Linked DNA regions of Zea mays: all the other regions are linked to region 3. A link is a contact called in public Hi-C data. All regions are on one chromosome and are shown on one strand. The core of a region is the stretch at or near the end of the contact, and the rest is flanking DNA. Distances in the headings are between cores, read along the strand shown. Region 1 holds the start of LOC100383089. Region 2 holds the start of LOC100278455. Region 3 holds the start of LOC100282411.

Region 1 (3,772 bases), core at 785-3,284, 480 kb before region 3:
GAACACGTCCGGATTGGCCATGCCGGCAGCGCCGCCCTGGATCAGGCCTGGCTGCGAGAGCTGCAGCTGTGGGTGCATCATTTCCGGGGAGAATCCAAGGGAAGACGAAGGAACGCCAGGGAAGCGGAGAAGCTGATGGTAAAGAATATATGGCTTTGTTAGATTCTTACATGTATAACAAATGGAGAGAGAGAGAGAGAGAATGGGATTGCAGGAAGCATCATACATCTTTCGATAGAAGCCCTTCTATGTTGAGGTCGAGCCTTGGGTTTACCGTTGCGAGCTTCATTGATAAGAACTGCATGATGCAACAAGATCAATTCAATGTTTTGATGCTTGCCATGATCAGTATGTAATAAGGGATGTACAGAATTCTATTCATGTTCTAGTCTCGGTATCTAGCGATTCTACTTCCTCTCTTCCAAATGAAGACTTGGTTCGTAGCTAAGCCTTGATTGAGACAAAGTTGTGCGTATTTTAACATACAAGTTACTGATTACCTCGACTTGTCTTTGCAGGGACTGGACATAGTTGATGATCTCGTCAAGCATCACCGCCTTCCCAGTGACCTGGATTCCAATGGACAGAGATGTTCATTTGTAATGAAAACCAACATAAAAACACACAAGCAAGTTCTGTTCCCCTTTTCTTTCTTCTGTGTGGAAGATAGACCTACTTTGCTGCAGCCAGGAACGAGGTCCTGCAGCAGCTTCATCCTCTCGCTAATCTTCTCCCTCCTCAACTGCAGAGAAAAAAAGACGCAGCAAGCAGGGTTAAACATTGGGGTGTGAATTCCAGACCGCGATCCACAGCAGACGGTAAACACGGGGATGCCACCCGTTGATCAAATCCGTACCCTTTCTGCTAGGCTGTGGCTGTTGGTTGCCTGTCCGCGCCGAGCTCGGACATGAATGTAGTCTTCCTTCTGGGACTCGGAGGTCTCTCTCGCCCCCTTTCCTTTCGACTTGCCGGGTCCGGTGGTGGTTGTTGCCAGGCTGCTCTCCTCGCCTTTGTCCTTGCTGTGCACGCTCTCGTTCGCTGAGTCGGCGGGCAGGTTCGACGACTGGACCTGATCGCCTCCCATCACCTGATGCATGACAGCATGAGCATGAGCATCCATCCAGTTTATACGGCAGCGGGGAAGTTGCAGACACGAGCAGCAAAGCAAGCAAGGAGAGAGAGAGAGAGAGAGAGAGAGAGAGAGAGAGAGAGAGAGAGAGAGAGAGAGAGAGAGAGAGAGAGAGAGAGAGAGAGAGAGAGAGAGAGAGAGCGGTCACCTCGTTAGGCCTTCTCCTCTTCTTGGAGTCGGACGTCCCCTTGGACGAGCAGTCCCCCGCAGCAGCCGCCTCCGAGCTCAGAACCCCGTCGTGGCCGTTCCGGCCGAGCTCCGGCTCGCCCTTGTCGCTGCCGTCCTTCGTCCTCTGGTGGTCCAGCAGCGCCTCCGAGGATCCACTGAACGCGCTGTTCATGGGTTGATGATCAGCTGCTGCGCCGAAGGCAGCCATCACCCCGCCGCCGCCGCCGCCGCCGAAGCAGGAAGCCCGCGCGGCGCGCTCGATGAAGCCGGAGTCCACGGGGAAATGGGCGAGGCCCTGCGGGAGGAAACCGGGGACCGGCGCCAAGAAGCCGGCCCGCGCGGCCGACCTGCCGCCCGCGTCGGAGAGCGCCATGGCCTGGGAGGTGGACGCCCACAGGCCGGCGGACGCGAAGGCGGAGTCCATCATGGGAACCTGCTGCTGCTGCGGCGGCGCGCACGAGAAGGCGGCGGCGCTGAATTGGGTCTGCCAGTCCACCGGGATGCCGGAGGACGCGTTGCCCTCCATCCCTTTCTCGCCGCTCTCGTTCATGTCCATCGCTTCGCTTGCCTGTAGCACTCACACGAGAGACGCACGCGAGAGGCCGGCGCAGAGTGGCCGGGCGCACCGAAGGTCAATGGGTGGATCAGAGACGAGAAAGGCTAGAGAAGAAGAAGTAGCTCCTCCATTGGCCGGAGAGGTTCATAGGCAGGCAGGCAGGCAATATGATAGCCGGAGCAAGCACGCACGCAAGCGAGAAGCTAGCTCCCGTCACGGCCTAGAGCCTATGGCAGGAAAAGGAAAGATGCCCACAGCCACTGGAGATTGTGATGCTATCTGCTGTTCCGTTCCGGCGAGAGGCATAGGAAGAAGCGCTACGAAAGAGGGTGGGAGGGCATAGACCATACGGGAGGGAGAGTGAGAGAGACAGAGAGAGAGAGGGGCTTGTAGGCAAAGGCTTGTCAGATTTTATAGGGTCTACTAGCACTTGTTCAGTAGCTGTTGTAGTTTCACCAGTAGTGACTAGTGACTAGTGAGTGGTACATGCATGCATGGCGAGCCACCACACCGATTAGTAGCTGCAGGCAGCCGCTTTACTCCTCCTAATCACCACCATCATGGCCGGGCGTTGTTTAAGCTAGCCTCGATGGACCTTATTTTGAAGGGCGTCTCGCCTTCGCTTTATCTTTGTTAACAGCGCTTTAATCATGCTGTTTACCTTTGCTTTTGTTTACTTACTTCCTACGAGTAGCTAGGAGACTCACCCTCTCACACACGCACAGCCAGCGAGCAAGCGTAGAGAGGAAGGGGGCTGGCTCTGGCTCTGGCTGATCGATCAGGTTCTTCTTCACGGCACGGCACGGCACACACAGCACAGCAATACTCCTACTACTGCAATGGGCAATGGGCATTACCGTGCCGGCATCCCTGACAGTGCCAACTCCCACGGGCATTTGTTTATGGTGGGCGCAAGCGCAACCTCTCGCTCGCTTTCCTCGAGGCGCCTGGCTGTAAATTATGCCCCTCGCCTCAGCCTCCCCTGCCCCGAATCATTATTTGACTGCCGGGGTTTTATTTAATTTATAGTCGGCACGGCCAATTATTTACACGCCCTTCATGATCGGCATGATTAGTTTTGTTGAAGAAGAAAAATGGTGGTCAACATTAGCAGGGGTGGGGGTGCCGATCGAGGCATTGCCTCCCTTACTTACCCCCACGGCAAAGCAAGCCTACTTTCTTTCTTTCTTTCACATCTCGTGCATCCTCCGGTCAGTCTTCTATTAGGCCAATCTGGTAACTGGCCATGAAATCAGTTACTTCAGCTTAGAGGCAGAAACAGGGGAGGGTGGGTTTGAGAGAGAAGAAGAGAGAGAGAGAAAAAAATCAAAGGCAGGGTCTTTAGATCGTTGGGCTAGCTTCCGGTTAAGGGCAAGCAAGCTTGGGGCAGCTGATGAAAGAGATGCGGCTTCTGGGTTCATCAGATTCCCCCCCTAATCTCAAATCTTTCTTTGCGGCAAATAAACAAGTTTTTTTATTAAAAAAACTATTCGTTAGCCTCGGGCCACGCACAGGCTCGAATCTAGCTTTAGATTAGTTAAAGCAGGCCTCCTCCCGCCCATGCAATATTTCTATTCACTCCAAACACGCTTTTGCCCCCCTCCCCTGCCCTGCCCCTCCCCGGCCTTAAGCTTAAGCTTTTAAAACTTGGGTGTTTCTCCCGGAACAAAGAAAGAAAGAAAGAAAGAAAAGCATCAGGAAGGAACCTGATAAAAAATCTCCACGGCTCCTCCAATCCAATGCACACCGCCGAGAAGTGGCCTGCAAGTTACTGGGTTATTCCCTGCCCGCTTAAACTTTACCTTTCCTTCAGCACAGCAGCTGCCTGCCTGCCTGCCATTACCGACCCTCGCTAAGCTGCTCCATCCTCCCTAAAGCGGTCACGGAAAGCAGACCGGAACCGAATCTCGGGAGAAATG
Region 2 (3,685 bases), core at 502-3,001, 390 kb before region 3:
CATTCAGACACTATTCAGACAATCCTTTCTAGGTATCTTTGCTGTATGTAATTTCTTTTTTGCTTGAATTGTATATATAATATGTTCAAGGCTTTCGTAGAAAGCTGTATATTGCGAGGCAAACATCATGAGCAGAGTGATAATGAACTAACATTTATCATGACGGTTGACATTGTAGATTTGTTGTATGCTCATATAGCGTCTACAACTCTACATTGACTTTCATCTGTCATGCTAGATATACTTTTTGGTTCATCTTGTATCTACTAGTTCAATCAAGGCTTTCTTGCTCGATTTCAGGGATCGTAATACTGTTGCTGGTATAATTCCTCCACATCAATTGCAGAGGAGGTGCTTTAATCAACTGCTTTATAGCACTTACAGATGCAAAGAGTAGTCGATTGCACACATCAGGTGATAGCTATAGGCTCTTGTACCACGTGTATGTTTCTTTATGCTGGTTTGTAAACGAGATGTTTGTACTTTGTACTATAGTTTTTGTAATCAGTCTCTCTTTCAAGATTTACGTCTCATATAAATAGTATGTGCATTGTTTAATTCGCATGTTTAACGGCCAGAAATGAACCCCTGGTGTCAATTGGTTTACCCTGGATGCTTAATCGGCAAAATAAATTTCTCTCTTTCATAGAGTTTAGTAGCTCTTTCTGTTAGTAAAATTGCCACTTTGCAGCCATATAAAAACATTTCAAACCCTACACATACTGGGAAGAAGTAAAAAAGCAATTAAATAGAGAACAACCTTCGAAATATATCTGGAGAGAGTGCCCTCTGTTAATATCTATATAAATACATGCACTTTTTTATATGATACTATGAGGATGGTGATAAGAGTATCTAAGGGGTACATATTTGCCCTAAGATCCCAAAAGATTTGCATTCCCCATGCTGATTTTAGCTAGATTGTAAATGGTTGGGAGACATCCTACAAGGGTTTTACAACAGTTACCTAAAGAAGCTTGTTCGTGAAGAACAGGAACTACGTCTCTTGTTGTGGCTCCTTCTGGTGGTCTTCTCTTCCTTCTTCATCTTGCCTGCCTTTTTGTCACAGTTGTTAGGGAGCTTGGTTTGTTCGTCTTGCTCATCGCTATCTTGTTCTTCTATGGAATTGTCTCTTTTCTCATGAATTTTCTTTTCCTTGCCATTAAGCACCTTCACTTGAGCTGGTCCTGTGGAAGCATCAGAAGCTAATGAATCATAGTCTCCATCATCATAATCCATGTTGTCGTTTTTGCTTCTACCATTGCTACAGCCACTGCCAACATTACTCCATTTGCTGCCATTGGCTTTGAGATCATCACTGTTCACTGGGGAGCCCAGGTACATCGTCCACCCAGATTCATTACTGTTGCACTCTTCAGCATTGTCCCCAGTAAGCTGAGAGGAGTCCATAACAAGAGAGTGCAGGGACACAGAAAGAGAGGCCAAGGACAACACAAGGAAAGGAAGATGAAATTATGAGAGAACTGACTGATGGAACACACGCTAATACTTCTTCAGAGCACCTCAACAACCCAACTTCAAAGAAGGCTTTCTTGTTCTCACTCCTTGACCTGCAGCCTGAGAAGAGCATCGAAGCCCTCTCTCTCTCTGGTCTCTCTCTTCACAGGGCAGACAATGCAGGGTAGGGGCAGAATTCCATGAGGCTAAGAACTATGCAAGGTGGTTGCTTGTGACTGTGTGGAAGCTTGTCATGGGGCTGAAGAAACGATGGCAGTGCCTTTAAATTGGAAAGGCAGCCTATCCTTCCAACTGTTCCTCATAACTTTCTCAACTATTTCTGTACCTTCTGTTGCTACCAAAGGCAGCGGGGAGAACATTTGCTTGCAATGCAGTGTTCCAGGTATTTCCACCTGTAGTCCATGTGGCCTTGGACTCTCGCCTCATGGTGGGGTCCTGTCAGAGGTATACGTGCATGGGTTGGGCCATGATTTGGTAGGATTGGAAGGTTAGAATGAGGCTGGCATAGCTCAAAAGGTTTGTTGTCGCTGCTGTGTCTGCCTGTCATGCAAATGCGTAACTTGTTTATGACACATGTCTTGCGTTACAGGACCAGGAGAACATGTCTTTTGTTTGCTTTAGCATCCGCGTGCAGACAATTACCAATTAGGCTCAGCCATTAGATTCACGTGCCGTATTTTGTTTTCCAGTTCTATCGTAATAATCAGTGGTTGCATTCTGTTTGTTAACTCCTGAGACTGCAGTTTGATGGTTACTGACATCCCAGAGACGCTGAAAGTTTGTTGTGCCACATAGCTAGCAGCAGGAGTATGCTGGAATCTGACAGGCTACTAAACGCACCGGTTATATTTTATTCCGCTGACACGGTTGTTTTCCTGTGTGGATCAGCGGATGCCAAACTTGAGTATGTGGCATCCTTTCCTCCAAGTTGGAGGGACGAACAAGGCTACGACTACCGCTGCCTGCCTGAATTGATCCTGAAGCTTTCAGGAAGTCAGAGGCTGTCAGGGACAAGTGCTTGCGGTACTGGTAAGAAAAATGCTGAGCCCAGCCCAGCTTGATGCATCTTTTGATGGCCATAGAGCACTGAACCCCTGAAGGCCTGAACCTGCTCACGTGCGTCTTTTTACTCCGGCCGTTCATTTTTTCCCCTGACGAATGTCAGTTGTCACAGGCCATTGCCAATTTGATTAAATACTCTGGTCCAGTTTGGATTATGTTCGTAGTGGCCCATGTGTTATTGATCTGAGATTGTTAGATTCAAACCCATTTATACCTTGAGATCGTTACCTTCAAAGCGTGGCAAAAGTGTAGGCGGTCTGCACGATCTTGGAAAACTGGGCACTGATGCACCCTCCATCTCTATTTCCAATTGCAAGACCACAAACTCTATTTAAAGTTGCAATATATATTGGTTTTTTGATATATTATTTTTATTATGATATAAATAGTTTATAATTTGGAATCGAGGGTCGAGGGAGACGATAAATAAATAAACAAAAAAAAATAACAAAAGACAATTACATGAGCATTGCAAACTACCGCAGATAGAGGTGGAAAAAGACAACTAAGACCGAGGCCCAACAGCATCCACATCCGCGATGCGATCGAGGAGGATTCGAGGGCCTTCCCCCCCAATCGTATTATCGGCCCTGCGCGAGTACCTGTCGGTTCCAATCATATTATCGGCCCTGCGCCATTGCCTGTCGAGCTGCTAGAGGCCAGGCGTCCACGGCTGCGCATCGTTGAACAAGTCCTCCAATACGCTTTCCCAAAGTCATGAAGGCGAAAGGACAGCCAAGAGAGCACATCATCAGCCACTTGAGCAACAACTATAGGACCAGCCTAGAGCCTATACCCATCGCAGCCAATACTAGGTACTAACTAGCACGTCGGTGATGGAGATATTGTATTGGAGTGCAAGGAAGATCCTCGTACCTGACGATGTTGATGGCCTGAGCGGCTGAGCACCTTGTGTATACGAAAGTTTTGGTGCCATCTACCTCCTCTTCATTTTTCCCCTTATGAAATTTTCATCACCTGTATGGTTGGTGGAGAAATCTAAGAGGTCTCTGTAATAGGCAATCTAGAAAAAAAAATCGACGGGCTTCTGATCTATTTTTTGTGGAGCTTATGGTTAGAAAAAAACAACAGGATCTTTAGGAATCAGCAGAAGAATCCAGATCAGGTCGCTTCTTTAGTGAAA
Region 3 (4,020 bases), core at 626-3,125:
CAGAATTTCAGGTTCGGGTTCGGGTATTCCCGAACTACCCGAACTGATGTGTTGGCTTTATAAAAACACATACACCTTATTAAATTAGTATAAAAATATAGTTTGAATAATGATATACATGGACATATAAAACACAAGCAATCTACAATCACAAGTTATGCACACTTACACATAATTATAGATGTACAAATTAATAATTAAGCATGACATGAGTACATGACACATGAAAGTTCGGGTAGTTCGGTTATTTCGGATACCCGATTGTGATATCTGAATTACCCAAAATAAATTCGGGTTTTGCAAGGTGCTACCCGAAATTCATGAACAAAATTCAGTTTTCGGGTATTCCGGGTTCGGTTTCGGGTTATGGGTTTTTTGCCCAGCTCTAGTTAGACTCCAACTTGTAACCACCTCCACCATGAACAAGAGACTTTGAAGCCTCCCCTCCTTCTCTCGCCCAGTTTGTACCCCCTACTACAAGCTTTGATCAATGGTGTCAATAGCGCAAGTCGTCGATGACTGGATGTAGAGACATTTTGCCCGAACTAGTATAAATCTTACGCACACTACGCACATCGTATGGAGCCCGAAACGAACACAATAAAATTACTTATCGGAGCACGGTTCGAAAACACCGCAAGTTGCTTTTAGTTGAAAACATTCAAACACCCCTAGCTAATAGTCCATCTAATTATTAGCTTACCCTCAACTACCAATTAGTTAATTAGCTGGTTCAACTCGACTAAAATCAACTAATAGTTAGCCAGCTACGAGTTAGTCCGCTAATTTTACTAGTAATTTTTTAGCTAGCTAACTAGTAGCACTAGAACACTAATGCATTCAAACAGGTCTTAAGTCCTTTATGAGCACTAGCTAGATGTCTGTGTATTGCTATGGATTTCTATATATATCATATAGGTAGACTTTGGTTTAATAAAATAAAAAATATATATGTTATATTCGTTAGATGAGTTTAAATGTGGAGTCAACAATCAATGTTCGAACCCCATTTGTCACACAACAACAAAACTGTGAAAATTGGTGTTTTACATAGTCGTTACATTTCATGCCTCCCACCTTTCACACCTTTGACCAAAATTTGACCAGAACAAGTATTGTCCGTTATTTTCACAAATTTCCAAAAAAACTTGAGAAGTATTCCAGGCATATACAATTTAAAGACCATGGATCAATCTTTAAAATACGAGAGATAACTAATAGACTACATGATATAATTATGATTCTTTGGATCATGAATAATGTTAAGTGACATTATATATGGAGGCTTAGAGAGTCATGTAGAGATATATTATTCGCAAAAAAATATGCCTTTTGTGTTTTTAAATAACTTTTAGAGACTCTCGACATACTCTGTATTAAATAGTTTTGCTAAGAAAAGAGTACAACCGTCCGTCCTCCGTCCACACAGTCACAGACGCGCAAAGAAAAATCCGGGTCAATGCTCCCTCCTCCCCTGCCTGCCAATAACCGGCCGTGCCATCGTGTACCGCCGCGACACGGTGCACGATCGGAGCGCGGATATTTTTGAAGCGCGCGCGCGCACGAACGTGAACACCGTTTGACCGAAGCCGTCGGACCCGGGCCGGCGCGTGCTAGTGGTGTACAGTGTACTGTTTGGTCTTGGTGGTGTAGGAACGCTGACGCACCCGACTCGGCCGGCCGCGGCCTGGCGGCTGGCGGCGTCCGCCCACCACTGGCTGGCCACAGCTCCCCGTGTCGCGCACGGCCCCCGCTCCCTCCTCGCCAACCTCGTGCTGACAGCCCATTGGCCTCGGCCTGCAGCCAGCGGCTATCGGCTAGCGGCCAGCTTCCTTTTTATCAACAACTACTACCCGCCGTGACCTCGCGAGTCGCGACCCGGACGCGACTAGTACACTGCCTGCCAAACAGCTGAGCAGAGTAGAGTAGAGCAGAGGGCGAAGTGCAGCGCAGTGTGCCCCGTCTCGGAACAGCGCGGACCACCAGAGCGTGCGCGTCCGTGCCCCACCCCTCCCTCTCTATCCATGGCGGTCCCCCGCGGGTGCCTCGGGCTCCCCCTGGTCGCCGTGCTCCTCGCGTCCCTCTGCCGCGGCCAGGCGGCGGTGAGGGAGCTCAAGGTCGGGTACTACGCCGAGACGTGCCCGGAGGCCGAGGACATCGTCCGTGAGACCATGGCGCGCGCGCGCGCACGCGAGGCCCGCAGCGTCGCCTCCGTCATGCGCCTCCAGTTCCACGACTGCTTCGTCAACGTGAGCCGCCCGCCCGCCCCACGCATCTGATCTCGCTCCGGTTGCGCTACGTGGCTTCCTCCCTCCCTCCCTCCGCGCGCGGTCGATCTGACGCGATGGATTCTCTCTTCTGCTCCTTCCCGGTGGCGGGGGGCGGCTGCAGGGGTGCGACGGCTCGGTGCTGATGGACGCCACGCCGACGATGCCCGGCGAGAAGGATGCGCTCTCCAACATCAACTCCCTGCGCTCGTTCGAGGTCGTCGACGAGATCAAGGACGCGCTGGAGGAGCGCTGCCCCGGAGTGGTCTCCTGCGCCGACATCGTCATCATGGCCGCCCGCGACGCCGTCGTCCTGGTACGCGCCTCCCCCCCGCACCCTGCACGAGATCCATTGCTTTGTTTTGTTCACTTGGGCTATTCTCAATGCAAAATTTCTAACGTTGGAAATAAAAAATGCTATAAAACTAAGAATAAAAAAATAACTCCTGGGGTAAAATTCCGCTTCAATATTTCGTACACTACCATACACCATTAAATATTACAACTAAATGACCAACGCTTTTAGTGAAACATGTGAAGATGAAATAAACCACTAAATGAAAGTTTCAAACGAGGGTTTTACACTGTTTTCAAAACTTTGTAAACGAGATGACATGATTTTATTCCTATCAAACTAATTTTATCTTTTATAGAATCCATTAAACAAATATTATGTCATATCATCTAAAATTCTAATGTAACGTACGATTAAATGTATATGAAACCACCGTGAAACCAGACTGAGAGTAGCCTTAAACACCAGATATATGCGATACCGATGCACATGGTGTTTCTCTTGACCTGTCATGCGGTCTACCGTTTCCCATTCGCTTCCGCTTTGTCTGCCGTTTCCTGTCCAAATCCTGCGTTTCTTTCTGCTCAGCTCTGTCTGCCGTTTGCACTCCCAAATCCAGCGTTTCCAGTGCAGAACCCAGCGTTGATGGTGCTCCCCACAGCTTCCAGGATCCACTGTGAATAAAAGACAAGAGAAGAAATGAAGAATATCAATTAGAAAAGTTTTTTTTTCCACGAATTGCTTTTGCTGCCACGGCGCAGCGCTGCGCAGCGCTGTGGGCACGGCTGCTTCGTGCTGCTCCACAGCCAAGGCGGCGTGTGCCGGGCAAGGACCTGGCACCTCTAGCTTCATGTCGCGTTCTTCGGAACGCTTTTCGTGCCACTAGCCTTGCGTCGCGTTCAACCTTACGTTCACGTACAAAATGGGCATTCGAGGATTGTCCGCAAGTACAGAATATGGTTGGTGCCATGCCAATGCCAACCGCATCACTCGCGTGTGCGCAGCATGGCCAAGCATTCATCGCTCCGTTTTACATTACATGTTTTATCTGCTTGGTGGGGGGGGGGGGGGGGGGGGAAATGCTTAGGTAGTTTCAATTATCTTCGTACTAATGGCTTTTATCGGGAAATCAATTGACGCTTTCTAAATTTTAGAACAATAAAGGCATTTGATGTACAAGTTGGCAGGCAGGATCACGATCATTTTGCCTACCACTGACCATGGCACCTTACCATTGACGACATGGCGATGCATGCACGGTGCACATCCCAGTTAGGGCATGTTCGTTTAGACCAATCCAGAGGGGGATTGGAGAGGTTTAAATCCCCGTCTAGTCAAAAATGACTAGGCAGGGATTTAAACCCCTTCAATCCCCCTCTGGATTGGTCTAACCGAACAAGCCCTTAGCTGTGCACCTGCAGGGCTGGGCATCACGCGCCTACCCACCCGGCTCGGCTC

Evidence for each region. Hi-C and Micro-C count contacts between places; a contact is called where the count stands out from the background.
Region 1: a contact with region 3 is called in a Hi-C map of ear, with 3 times the contacts expected there. The contact joins the promoter of LOC100383089 here to the promoter of LOC100282411 in region 3. A contact is called at or near these places in 2 of 25 Hi-C or Micro-C datasets (ear and leaf).
Region 2: a Hi-C map of leaf shows a contact between it and region 3, with 2.8 times the contacts expected there. The contact joins the promoter of LOC100278455 here to the promoter of LOC100282411 in region 3. A contact is called at or near these places in 3 of 25 Hi-C or Micro-C datasets (ear, leaf and tassel).

The regions. Positions count from the first base shown.
Region 1 is chr7:135,306,003-135,309,774 of Zm-B73-REFERENCE-NAM-5.0, reverse strand. It overlaps LOC100383089, which reads right to left and starts at 2,034. Exons shown (of 7, transcript NM_001366809.1): 1 at 1,278-2,034; 2 at 857-1,087; 3 at 677-742; 4 at 501-569; 5 at 227-298; 6 at 1-132. The coding sequence starts at 1,853.
Region 2 is chr7:135,215,288-135,218,972 of Zm-B73-REFERENCE-NAM-5.0, reverse strand. It overlaps LOC100278455, which reads right to left and starts at 1,751. Exons shown (of 1, transcript NM_001151729.2): 1 at 750-1,751. The coding sequence starts at 1,410. The coding sequence ends at 964. It overlaps LOC100277473 (a long non-coding RNA gene), which reads left to right. Exons shown (of 2, transcript NR_157099.1): 2 at 301-577.
Region 3 is chr7:134,829,275-134,833,294 of Zm-B73-REFERENCE-NAM-5.0, reverse strand. It overlaps LOC100282411, which reads left to right and starts at 1,875. Exons shown (of 3, transcript NM_001155322.2): 1 at 1,875-2,249; 2 at 2,392-2,583. The coding sequence starts at 2,025.